Linked DNA regions of Ovis aries: region 1 is linked to region 2. A link is a contact called in public Hi-C data. All regions are on one chromosome and are shown on one strand. Each heading gives the region's core, a stretch centred on a gene start, on an enhancer-like site or on the middle of the called end of the contact. The rest is flanking DNA. Distances are from core to core; before and after follow the strand shown.

Region 1 (6,478 bases), core at 1,301-3,800, 110 kb before region 2:
ATGAAAAACAACATATAGGTAAAGAATAGCCAATCAAAATGTTGTTCATGAAATATTTGGTAACATGGGAAATTGGATATGCTTTAGCACTAATTACATATATATATATACAAATATAGAACAAGTTCCTGGAGTTGGTGATGGACAGGGAAGCTGGCGTGCTGCAGTCCATGGGGCCACAAAGAGTCGGGCATGACTGAGTGACTGAAATGACTGACTTGATACATATATAGAAAATATGTCTGAAATAGTATATCAATGAAAATTTATATAACGATAATAGATGTACAATGATAACCATGATTTTTAAAATGATGCCAAAATTAAGAAGTAGCTTCTGGGCAAATATCAAACCCAACCACTCTCAGTAAAACATGTTCTAAAGATACAATTGAAAGTGTGACTTTAAAGCCTTCTGGTGAAACCTCAGAAAACTCTAAGGGGAATATTTTTGTTGAACATAGGCTTTTAAGAAGCACATAGTATTATTCTTAGGCCATCTTAGCAGAAGTCTAAGGTAGAGAAGGATTTATCTTAAAAAGATTTGTGTGTGTGACTTTTGTTTAATGAGCTAAATTTCAATGAGATTCATGAAAGACAAAAAAAAATTTTAAGAGACTTACATTGCAGAAGCATCACCTGTCTGGGTGACAAAGGTTAGAAATAGCACAGAATGAAAACAGGCCTTACATTATCTCAGATTTATAGAGAAATGTAGTATCTCATGCGTTGCTGTTGTTCAGTCACCAAGCCATGTCTGACTCTTCTCGACTCCGTGGGCTACAGCCCACCAGGCTTCCCTGTCCCTCACAATATCTCATACATATTAAAATGTAAAGGGATTCTATAAAAGGTGTTGAAATGAATTCTCTAAAATATCACTACTGTTTCTGGATGGTGGGACCTTGGGATGATGCCTTCTATCTCCTTATGCTAATCAGTACTTCTCAAATTTTCCATGAGTGTGAGTTATATTGCTTATCCTTCTAAAAACGCATAGAAACAAACTAACAGGAATGAAGGAAGCCAAAACAAGATCAAATGGTTATTAACCTCCCCATGTGTCTAGCAGACATGTCTTCCCCCCTTTTCATGCCTCCTCAGTGTCTGCTAGACACATGGGGAGGTTAATAACCATTTCCCCTCCTTGTTATTGGGCTTCCCTGGTGACTCAGATGGTGAAGAATCTGCCTGCAATGAGGGAGACCCAGGTTTGATCCCTGGGTCAGGAAGATCCCCTGGAGTTGGAAATGGCAACCCACTCTAGTATGCTTGTCTGGAGAATTCTGTGGACAGAGGATCCTGGCAGGCTATATCTATGGGGTCGCAAAGAGTTGAACACATCAGAGCGACTAACACACAGTCCTAGTCATTGTTGTGTTTTACTCCCTTTCCTTGATAAGCTTCTCAAATGTGTGGATTATATTTATCCTGAAGTTGTTTCTTACAATTATTTCTTTAAACCTCTGAAATCTAGCTCATGTCACTCTACTCTTCTGAAAATGATCTTCAATCATCACCAATCACAGACTGCTGTTCAATGAACATTCTCTCAATCTGTGGTACTGTAACCCCCTTCTTACAAAAGTTGAAAAGCACTTAGAATATGGAGGAAAAACTGCATCAGGGGAGTAAATATGATCTTGTTTTAGAAAAATAACTCTGTTGTCCTTTGTGAGGTAAAGGGAACACAGTTGTAGAAGAATTACCATTTGCACTTCCTTTTTTGGGAGATGTCTATTCATGATCTTTGCCCACATTTTATTACTGAGGGGTTGTCGTTGTTAAGTTGCTAAGTCATGCGGGACTCTTTTGTGATGTCCTTTTTATCAGTTTCTTGAATTCTTGCCAGTAAGATATGATTAATGATCTTAACTCTTTCATATTTGTGATTTTCTCATTTGCCTTATGATTTTATTTTTGCATTTTTGAGTCTTTGTTTTTGTTATAAATATATGTTCCATATAACAAACTCAAACACAGACATGCATAAAACACAAAGCAGAGGACAGGATAACTTGGTGTGAAAAAATCATCCTAAACTAATCCTTCCCCCCTTTTCACGCCTCCTCAGTTTGTTTACAGCATTGTTTAAGATCATGTGTGTATCAGCGTGCTTTCAATAGAGATTTTCATTTCTCCAGGATGGCCTGGTGTTTTGGATTGGAAGGAGAAGAGAAGGGAAGGCTTGGTGCCTCTACTGAACCCCTAGTGTCCTTTCTGCCTGAAATCTGAGTGGAAATAGTACTGATCTAGAACTTCCATGGAAAGTATGGCAAAATATTTTGGTGACTAAAGAAACACTATGAAATGACTCTTTGTTTCAGACTTGATTTGTCAAGTCATCTATGAAAACAAATCGCAAAACCATTAAAAAGCATTAGGGAAAGCTATATTAACGTAGCTTTATTAATACGAGTTCCTCTGCAAACACAAACCCACCAGACAGCTGTTTCCACAAGAAAGCACTAATGAGTCTTCTAGTACTGGTCTCTACAGTTCTATATAACGCATTGTTCACTGCAATCAAGGGAACACTCTAAAGCTTGGCAGGCACACAAAGACAGATATTTTGGCTGCTAGTATTTGCTGATCTTTGTTTCCTTTGAGAGAGGGAAGAAAGGGAAACAAATTTGTCCAAAGGAACCAGATATACAATTTTTATTTTACCTAGGTTTAAAACCTCCATGAATTTGCTACTGTGATGAATTTCGTTTATATTGTTGAGGTTTGTATTTTGTCTACTTAACTGAGCAGATTGTTTATCAGGTCCCTGAACACAGACAATGAGAGTCATTGCAGTCTGCTTTTAAGACTACAGATATAGAACTCTCTCCCTCCCTTTCTTTCTTCCCCTTCAGGGAAAAAAAGTCCAGGAGCCCTGGCAATAAATTCTCCTAACCTTCTCCCCTTATCCCAGAACAGAAAATATAGCTTCTTTGTGGAGATGGTAGACTTTGCCATTCACTTATTCATTTATTCTTTAAACATTTATAAAATAACATTTATATAAGCTCTCCTTTAGTCACCAGAGATGCAGAGATGAATAGAATACAGGCCTTACCTTGAGTCCCTGCCAGAGGACAAGTCAGAGCTACAAAATATTATTGCCAGTGAGGTCAAATTACAATACACGAAGAAAAGAGCCAGGATTTGTAGAAAGTGGCTAAGAGAACTCACACATAGAATCACCACATAGACATGGGAGATGATGTTACAGCTGCATGGAGATTTAGGAGGCTGAAAAGCGTTGCCTAGGTAGACAAGGCAGGGACAATATTCTAGAAGAAGAAAAGAATGAATGAAGCAGCAAAGATTATTTCCCCTTTTTTGCTTTCTCTATCCTCTCACTCGGTAAACTCTTTCTTGCCACTTTCTTTCATTCCCTTCATTTAAAAAAAGCTGACCCATCAAACAACAGGAATTAAGTTTAATGTATATGAAACTTCTCAAAATGCTCAAAGGAAGGATGCCCTGGAACTATAAATATATTCAAATAATTTACAAAATATCATTATGTTAATGAATTAGTGTTTCTGGAATCATATTTTAATTTTATGCAAAATATTTCTAGTCTATGGAAAGGAAAAAAAGAGTGTGTACACAAAGATTTATGTGCAGGGACGTTTAATGTTACATCATTTATAATAAAAAACGGGAATATCCAAGTTCTAACTTGAGACAACTAGTTATATAAATTATACATATTAATATGACACAGAGAGATGCTCATTACATTTTCTTAATTGAAATAGTTACAAAAATCTGCAAAAAATGGTCTCATATTTGTATCAGTTCAGTTCAGTTTAGTCGCTCAGCCATGTCCAACCCTTTACAAACCCATGGACTGCAGCATACCAGGCTTCCCTGTCCACCACCAGTTCCTGAAGCTTGCCCAAACTCATGTCCATTGAGTCAGTGATGCCATCCAATCATCTCATCCTCTGTCGTCCCCTTCTCCTCCTGCCTTTAATCTTTCCCAGTATCAGGGTCTTTTCCAATGAGTCAGTTCTTCACATCAGGCGGCCAAAGTATTGGAGTTTCAGCTTCAGCATCAGTCCTCCAAAGAACATTCAGGACTGATTTCCCTTAGGATGGACTGGTTGGATCTCCTTGCAGTCCAAGGGACTTTGAAGAGTCATATTTGTACAGAAATGCATAAAAGAGAAATTGCACAAAGGATGTACTGTCTGTGAAAGAAATACTTTTATTTCCAGGTCCTGGAGTTGCAGTTAATTTTTATTATCTCTTTCTGTGTTTTCAGTACTGTCTATAATAAACGTGTCTCATTTTATAATCATAAGAAAAATCATAATAAATTTCAACAGCAGGGGTTGGGTCAAATAATAGTTTAATGGACTTACAGAATTTTAACTCGAATCTTTGCTTTCTGAATGAAATATCAAAGGGAAATAAACACCAGGAACATCTGCTTGTCTTGTAAAGGAGAACTGGGACATTGGGTTTTAATCGATTGGATAAACATTTGAAAAAACTAAGTGGAAACTGTTATTCAGATTCAAACACTTTGCTTGCAAACAAAATTTCAAATATTTTTCTGTCTTCAACTTTAAGTAAAAAAAACTTAAAAGCATAGCACATATTTTGAATTAAGCCTGTTCACCTTCAGATGAACTTCAAGATATAATTTTAAAACATATCCTTTAAAAGATAATTAAGATTGAATTATTACTGGCTTAAAGAGTATTCTTTTTGTATACTACAGTTTAGCAGCCAGATACAGATTAGTATTTATCAATCCAAGGTGACCTTTGCTCTGTCAATAACATTGCTTGGAAATGAACTCTCAAAATTTGTCTTTCTTAGCACCTGTTCTGATTTTTAAAGTAAAGTTCTAGCATTGTAAAAGCTATTTTCTTCTTTCACAGATGACAAATATGTCATCAGTGAGGTTGTGATGTATTGATTTGTTGAAAATCATAGTAATAATTATATTTCCTTGTCATTAACTATATGCCAGTGTCACAGAGGTGGTGAGGGAGGTATAATTATGAGAATTTAACTGGGCCAAAAGTTATGACCAACCTAGATAGCATATTGAAAAGCAGAGACATTACTTTGCCAACAAAGGTCCGTCTAGTCAAGGCTATGGTTTTTCCAGTGGTCATGTATGGATGTGAGAGTTGGACTGTGAAGAAAGCTGAGTGCCGAAGAATTGATGCTTTTGAACTGTGGTGTTGGAGAAGACTCTTGAGAGTCCCTTGGCCTGCAAGGAGATCCAACCAGTCCATTCTAAAGGAGATCAGTCCTGGGATTTCTTTGGAGGGAATGATGCTGAAGCTGAAACTCCAGTACTTTGGCCACCTCATGCGAAGAGTTGACTCATTGGAAAAGACTCTGATGCTGGGAGGGATTGGGGGCAGGAGGAGAAGGGGCCGACAGAGGATGAGATGGCTGAACGGCATCACTGACTCGGTGGACACAAGTCTGAGTGAACTCCGGGAGTTGGTGATGGACAGGGAGGCCTGGCGTGTTGCAATTCATGGGGTCACAAAGAGTCCGACATGACTGAGCGACTGAACTGAACTGAACTGAACTGGGCCAAAATAATTAGAATGTAATTTCTTTAAAAGATAAGTATTTTTTCAATAATGTTACATGTATATGGCATAATAGTTAGAAATTTATACCTGAGTTTGGATTCTGACTCCATAACTTACCGTTTATAATGTTGGTAAATTACTTAAACTCTCTAACCTTAATTTTACTCTTTGTACATCAAGAGTCATTGTATCTATCTCATGAGGTTCTTGTGAGAATTAAGTGCCAGGATCCATGAGAAGTACCTTGCTTATAGCTTGCACACACTGAGCACTCAATAAATCCTAGCTAGTGATATGTTTCCATAGCATTCTTGACACAAAACACAGATAGAAGCATAAAGCACCTCTGTTTATGTTTTGAATCTCTTTTATTCAATTGCATGCTTACAGGATACCTTTTCTCATTCTCTGGTATGCAACGTACTAAACAGAAAAGGTAAGACATTAACTTTCTCTGGCAAGTGTTGAAAGCTCTTGTGATTTTCCTCATGTAGTTGTTCTTAGATTTAGGCTAAAAGATTTTAAATCGTCAAACTGTCCAAACTGAACTAACTCAATGTGGGACAGTTCTGAATATGACATACAGGGTTCTGAGAATGTGCTCGTGGATCCTGCAACAATGAAATGTTTTCCACTTATTAAAAAACAAAACTATAGTCTGCCTTATAGATCCATTCTATTCTTCCATTTGTTTAACATGTTGGATGCACAGGAATTTTTATTTAGGGGAAAAAGTCTTGCCCTAACTGCCACCCCACCACACCATAAATAAATACATTCTATACTCTGGTCTAAGAAATAGTAATTTAGGTGCCAACTTGAAGCCATTGTTTTCTAGGCAGTCCTGAAGCCACAGTGAAGACACTTTTCCTTTCTTTTATCTGGAATGCTTACACTGACAAAAAAAAAAAAAA
Region 2 (6,844 bases), core at 1,058-3,557:
TCTCTCTCTCTCTCTCTCTCTCTCACACACACACACACACACACACACACACACACACACACACACAGACTTAACCACCTGCACCACCAGAGACTGGGGAAAAGGTTAGTATTTTTAACTGGGTGCATTTGTGGTCCAAACAATAAAAGTTTGGAAGATGAGAGAATAGATAAGCAACTGGCAACAGAAAGCAGGTTCACTGGTTCATTTTTTCCAATGGGGATGGCCAGACCTTGGTGGCAGAGGGGAGAGACAGAGTGCGCACCTGTCTAGGACCCAAGCCCCAGGTAGGGGGGCGTGGATTCCTGTCTGTTTTGTTATTGTTGTATTACCAGCACCTAGAATTGTGTCCTCAATAAGTACTTGGTGAATGAATGAAATGAATGGCGGAGACAGTGCTCAGTATCCAGGATGCCAGTTGGTACACTGAGGGAATACAGTAATTGTCATTGCTCTTGTTGTTACCAAGTCCTCCTGTGTCATTTTCCAAGGCTGGTAGGTGGTGAAGAGAAACTAGCAGAGGCAAGCATTCTCAAGAGAGGTATTTACCAAGGTGGTCTGAGAATGGGGTCCTTAGCATTATCACTCCTGAGGAGGGAAGGTTATTGTACCTTTTCCCGACCTAGGCAGCAGAAATGTTTTAACTTTCAACTCTCAGAGAACCAATGTTTCCTTAATGTGTGAGTTGTTATAAAAATCCCAACATGGAGTTAAGGTATCCAGGAAGTCAAAAAGGTTCAGGAAGAGACCTTGAGTTATTATCAAAATAAACAGTTTTATCCTTGAGTGTTAGTGCTAGACTAATACTTAAAAAGAAAAGAAAGTGTAGTCATTCAGTCTTAGCCAACTCTGTGTGACCCCATGGACTGTAGCCCACCAGGCTCCTCTGTCCCTGGAATTCTCCAGGCAAGAATACTAGCGTGGGTTGCCATTCCCTTCGTAGGGTCTTCCCAACCCAGAGATCAAAACCAGGTCTCCCGCCTTCCAGGCAGATTCTTTACCATCTGAGTCACCAGGGAAGCCCAATTCCAATCCAGCCATCTCACTGTTCAGATGAAAAAGCTAAGAGCCTGAGTTTCTCCAAATAGCATCACTAATTCTAGACACATTTATAAGGGAGCCCTAGCTCTTCCTAATATAGGTCTTATTACATACTACATACTGTCCATCACTATTGCCTACTATTGCTCCCCAGTTTATCCTGCCCATCTGTTACACTGTCAGTGATGGAATAGCCTTTCCTTTGAGAGACCCCAGCACAATAACGACATTGTCCTCCCTAGCACTGGATGCACTGTGATCATGGGACAGGACCCCACCATCTGCTCTGGCTCCCTTCCTTTTTCTTTTTTTCATTTTATGGTCTATCAACCTCTTACTGGTCTTACCCTGTCCCCTCCTAAAACCACTTCTCTAAAATTGCTGTTACCACATCACCAGAGACCTCAGAATTGTCAAATCCAATGAACACATTTTTCTGAATTTATCATACGGTAGCACTCTTGCCTGGAAAATCCCATGGACGGAGGAGCCTGGTGGGCTGCAGTCCATGGGGTCGCGAAGAGTCGGACACGACTTCTCTTTCACTTTCATGCATTGGAGAAGGAAATGGCAACCCACTCCAGTGTTCTTGCCTGGAGAATCCCAGGGTCAGGGGAGCCTGCTGGGCTGCTGTCTATGGGGTCTCACAGAGTCGAACACAACTGAAGTGACTCAGCAGCAGCAGCAGCACTTGTGAAAATTTTTAACCGAGTAATTGCTAACATCAGAAGAGAAATTTCATGAGCCCCAGGGAATGTGGAGTTCCAACCTGAAGCCACAGCCACAGGCATGAAATAATTTGAAATCTCATTTTATCTTAAGAATTCAAGTAAATTTTCCATGCTATCCTTTCACATGAAAATAATTTTTTTTCCTTCAAATATCTTTATACAATTGATACTCAAGGGACATGCTTGTTTGAATCCTGTGGCTGCACATTCCACCTGGCACTTGGGTTTGGATTTCATAACCCTAACTAGCATCCCTGGAGTATCTCTCAGCAGTCAGTGTTATCCCCAGGCGAGGCAGGAACTGAATGAGACGAAAGGCAAAGGATAGTGGCTTCTATAAGCTGCATTTACTCTCCAACCTCTTCCTTCTCGCCTCCCTCCTCATTTTGCCTTCCCCTGGAGAACAGAGGAGGCTCAGAATAAAAGGAATAAAACATATACACCTGGCATTTGGGCTGGCTGAACTGCAGCCTTGTTTAGTCCCAGTGGCTGGGCTCCTATCCAGGGAGGACAGCAGACCACGAGAAATTCTCCCAGTCAGTCTGGTGCAAGCTGCCAGGAAAGCTTTTTCATCTGGGGATGGCATATTCACTCACCCAGGAAGTGACATTCAGAGGCCTGTATTATCTTGCTCAGATCTCAGAACTTCTTTTCTGGAAGGGGGTCATACTCCATCCTCGGAGCAGTCCTACTCCCGTCTCTGTACTCTGAATGCTCTGTCCTGACAATCAGGTTTTACTCAGAACTGGAGAACTGCCTTTTGGGATAGATCTTAGATCGCAGTTTATGCTTGAGAATTTTTCCTTCCCGTTTCATTGAGATATAATTGATATATTGCACTGTATAGGTTTAAGGTGTATTGCATAATGATTTCGTTTACATACATCAAGAAGTGATTATCACAGTGAGTTTACAGACCACCCATCCTCTTATCTAAACACAAAAATAAAGAACAAAACCTTACCAGCTCAAATAAGATGTGTGCGTGCTAAGTTGCTCAGTCATGTCCAACTCTGCAATGTCATGGACTGTAGCCTGACAGGCTCCTCTGTCCATGGATTCTCCAGGCAAGAGTACTGGAGTGGGTTGCCATGCCCTCCTCCAGGGGATCTTCCCAACCCAGGGATTGAACCCAGGTCTCCCGCATTGCAGACAGATTCTTTGCCAACTGAGCCACAAGGGAAGCCCAAGAATACTGGAGTGGATAGCCTATCCCTTCTCCAGGGGATCTGTCCAACCCAAGAATCAAACCAGGGTCTCCTGCATTGCAGGAGGATTACCGGCGGAGCTACCAGGAAAGCCCTAATCTCTTTTCTAGATCTTCTATTTCCTGAATCCCAGACTCATATTGCAATTCCATAAAGGGCTCTTCACTTTAATATACTATGGGTGACTCAAAGTCAATACTTCTAAAATTAAACTTGTTGTCTTCCCATAAAAACACCCTCTTTATCTTATCATCATTGTCTATCCACATGTTTACTGAAACCGCTTCCTGAGATATGCCTGGAGTTATCCTCTTCTCTCTTACAAGGTCAATGTATGTTTTTTCTTCTCTCTTCTTCATCCTCCCTGATTTTGCTCTCATGGTTATAACTAATATCTAATGAACATTTGCACATGCCAAGATAGACACATTACATATTTTAACTCATTGAATCATTAAACAACCCTACCATTATGATTATTTCCTACTACAGATGAGGAAATTAAGAAACAGAAAAATCAGGTAATTTTCCCAAATGTCACATGAGTAAATGGTAAAACCAGAATCTGATACCAGGCAATTGATTTGCGAGCATTCTCTCAACCGCTGTAACATTCTACTTTAGCCTCATTATTTATTTCTTGTATAGTTATAGAAGCCTCTCAATTGGTTTCTCTTTTCCTATCTCCCTAACTCCTCCCTCAAATTCCATTGTTCAGATAACTAACTCCCACAGTAAACTTTCTAAAATACAGTCTCATCATGTAAATCTGCTGCCTAAACTCCATCAGTGCTTCTCCATGACCTTCAGGTTAAAGTTCCAGCTTCTTAATGATGCACAAAGTCTTCCATGGTCTGGCCCCTGCCTACCTATATAGCTTCTGCTGAAACCTCCCCCCAGGTATGGCACCAGCCAGCCAACTGAGATCACTTGCAGTTTCTGAGCAGAACTTGCTTCCTCCATGCGTCTCTGTGCTTCTGTACTTGCTCATAGCTCCTACTTCAAGGGTAGACTCTTAAGGAAAGAGTTCAGTTTCTCAAGAGCAGAATGGCTCACCCTCTGTATTTATAGTTACTGTCATTCTTTTCCCATAGCATGCTAAATGGGGTTTACTCTTCTCTATCCTTTGCTGACCTTCGTAAGTCCCTTGAGGGAAGTGTTGATTCTTTTTCTCTGCAGACCTACCAAAGTACTTAGGGCATGCTGGTCACTCACTGGCTTTCCCAGGTAGCACAGTGATAAGGAATCCACTGCCAAAGAGCAGGAGATGCAAGAGACCCCGGTTCCATCCCTGAGTCGGGAAAATCCCCTGGAGGAGGAAATGGCAACCCGCTCCAGTATTCTTGCCTGGAAAATCCCATGGACAGAGAAGCTTGGTGGGCTACAGTCCATGGGGTCGCAAAGAGTCAGACATGACTGAGCATGCACCACCACAGGCACTCATTAAATGGCTATCAAATTAGGATGAACTAAATAAAGACTATAACTGCTTCGTTTCCTTTTATGCCATTTTCCTAAACAAGGCCTCTGATAGTCTTTTCGGGCATCATTGGTTTCACCCCAGATCACCTACCTGCAAGGGAAGTTCATCTAGAAATGGGGTCAGCATAATACATCTTAGGGATGGACATGAGAGTCTGGAGGTAAAGAAGAGGTGGGCCAAGAAGAAAAACATGAATATATCTACATTAATGAAGGGAGCAATGTGCCCCACAGGATAGTGAGGCCAGGACATAAAATGTGTTCAATAATCCTGAGAGTTGTTCTTAACGGAGATAAGTAAGTGCATTTTTAAAAGTGCATTTTCTTCCTCCTTTTGCATGGCAGTTATTCTGAGGGGAAGCCAGTGTAGAAAGTCTTGGGATGCAGAATTTTTTAAAAAGAAGCACACAATAGTTATATTTATTTCATAGGATTCTGGTGCTTTTGTGACAGATATCCAGGAGGGAAATTACCTTCGCCGATCTTGGCTCAGTCCCTTCTCCACTCTTAATCATCCCTTCAAACTCACATACAGTAGCAGAGCAGTTGTCCTTCACCACTGAAGAAACGCAGCCCAGAGTTACGTTACCGTGGAAACAGAATCTTTTTTTTTTTTTTTTTTTTTTGCTGCAAGACACGTCGCTTCATCTGCACTATTATGAAGCAGAATACATTGGTAGGGCTGGGAGGGGAATCAAATATTCTGCCCGCCAGTATTGTGCTTGGCCTCTGGGTGAATAGATGACTTTCAATTAGAGCGCTTAAATATCTTTTAACCTTAATCATTGTTATTAGAGGCCCAACAGAATTTTACTTGGAAAAGAGTAAAAAATTCAACTCTGCTGTTCAGGAGAGAGCTATAAATTTTTTCAAGCTAGAACATTTCTCTTAAAGAAAATACAAGAGAATTTACAATTAATGGTTTCATTGTGTGTAAAATAAATGCCTTTGTCCTTTGTGTTTTGACTTTCTGACTTGATCCCATTGTGGATTTATGAGATGGTCCAGACCTCTCTCTTCCTTTGTCTCTACTCTAAGCTGCTTTGTAGTGAACATACATATTTACAATTTTCTCTGGCATTGGGCTGCAGGTATTCAGGTTCACCCTTTCTGACTTACTGCCAAGCCCATCTGAGCCTTGACTCCCTAGCCCAGCCAAAGCCCTCGCTCCCATTTGCTGCCTGCTGCAGTGACTGGAAGGCTTGCCTTTTTGCCTTTTTTTATGCCCAACCCTAAATTTAGCCACTGTCCTATTTTATTCTCTCCTCTTTTAACTACTCTCTTTTCTTACTATTTGTGTTGCTAACTGTAGTGAAGGGTGAATCTACAAGACCTTCACTGGCAAGAGGATCAATTCAGTAAAATCCCAAAAATCTAATAAGAAGCCCTCATCCCTTAAGTTCCAAAAATGCTTCCAGTCACTGCATTTTCTTACAAGTCCAAGAAAACATTAAAAAAAAAAAAAACCCAAGTAAAACATATACACACATGCAGAGTCTAATTGTAATCATAGGGAAATCCCATAAATGAAAAGAAAGAAACATCTTTTATTAGTTGTATGTAAATTAGGAAAATGGGCTTCCCAGGTGGCTCAGTGGTTAAGAACCTGCCTGCCAATGCGGAAGAAGTAAGACATGTGGGTTCGATCCCTAGTTCCAGAAGATCCCCTGGAGGAGGGCACAGCAACCCACTCCAGTATTCTTGCCTGGAGAATCCCATGGAAGGAGGAGCCTGGTGGGCTACAGTCCATGGGGTTGCAAATCACTGGCCATGACTGAAATGACTTAGCATGCACAAATTAGAAAATAACATAACACTTTATAATACTTTAAAACTATTAGCATCTTAGTAAAATTAAAACAAAAATAAACAAACGGAACATAATTAACTTAAAAGCTTTTGCATAGCGAAGGAAATCATAAACAAAATGGAAAGACAACCCTTAGAATGGGAGAAAATATTTGCAAATAAAGCAACCAACAAGGGAAAATCTCCAGAATATACTAACAGCTCATGAAATTCAATATTAAAAAAAATAATAATCAAAAAATGGGCAGATCTAAATAGACTTTTCTCCAAAAAAAGTATACAAATGAGCAAAAAACACCTGAAAAAATGCTCAATATCACTAATTATTAGAGAAATACAAATCAAGACTACAATGAGGTATTATCTCACACTGGTCAGAATGTGCTTAGCTGCTCAGTCATATCTGACTCTTTGCGACCCCATGGACTGTAGCCCACCAGGCTCCTCTGTCCATGGAATTTTGGAGGTGAGAATACTGGAGTGGGTTGCCATGCCCCTCCTCCAGGGGATCTTCCCAACCCAAAGATCGAACCAAGTCTCCTGCATCACAGGAGGATTCTTTACCATCTGAGC

Evidence for each region. Hi-C and Micro-C count contacts between places; a contact is called where the count stands out from the background.
Region 1: a contact with region 2 is called in a Hi-C map of hypothalamus, with 4 times the contacts expected there. The contact joins two enhancer-like sites. A contact is called at or near these places in 3 of 16 Hi-C or Micro-C datasets (hypothalamus, liver and tail adipose tissue).

What each region holds. Positions count from the first base shown.
Region 1 is chr6:20,038,178-20,044,655 of ARS-UI_Ramb_v3.0, reverse strand. No RefSeq gene overlaps it. Among named protein-coding and RNA genes, the nearest start is that of ARHGEF38, 20 kb to the right of the region's middle. Within about 2 kb of position 2,550, at least 5 of the 54 cell types and tissues checked have an H3K27ac peak or open chromatin away from gene starts, as enhancers often do. A contact at or near this core is called in hypothalamus, where this site is marked.
Region 2 is chr6:19,931,769-19,938,612 of ARS-UI_Ramb_v3.0, reverse strand. The region is part of intron 3 of ARHGEF38 (Rho guanine nucleotide exchange factor 38); the gene reads left to right. Among named protein-coding and RNA genes, the nearest start is that of ARHGEF38, 86 kb to the left of the region's middle. Within about 2 kb of position 2,307, at least 10 of the 54 cell types and tissues checked have an H3K27ac peak or open chromatin away from gene starts, as enhancers often do. A contact at or near this core is called in hypothalamus, where this site is marked.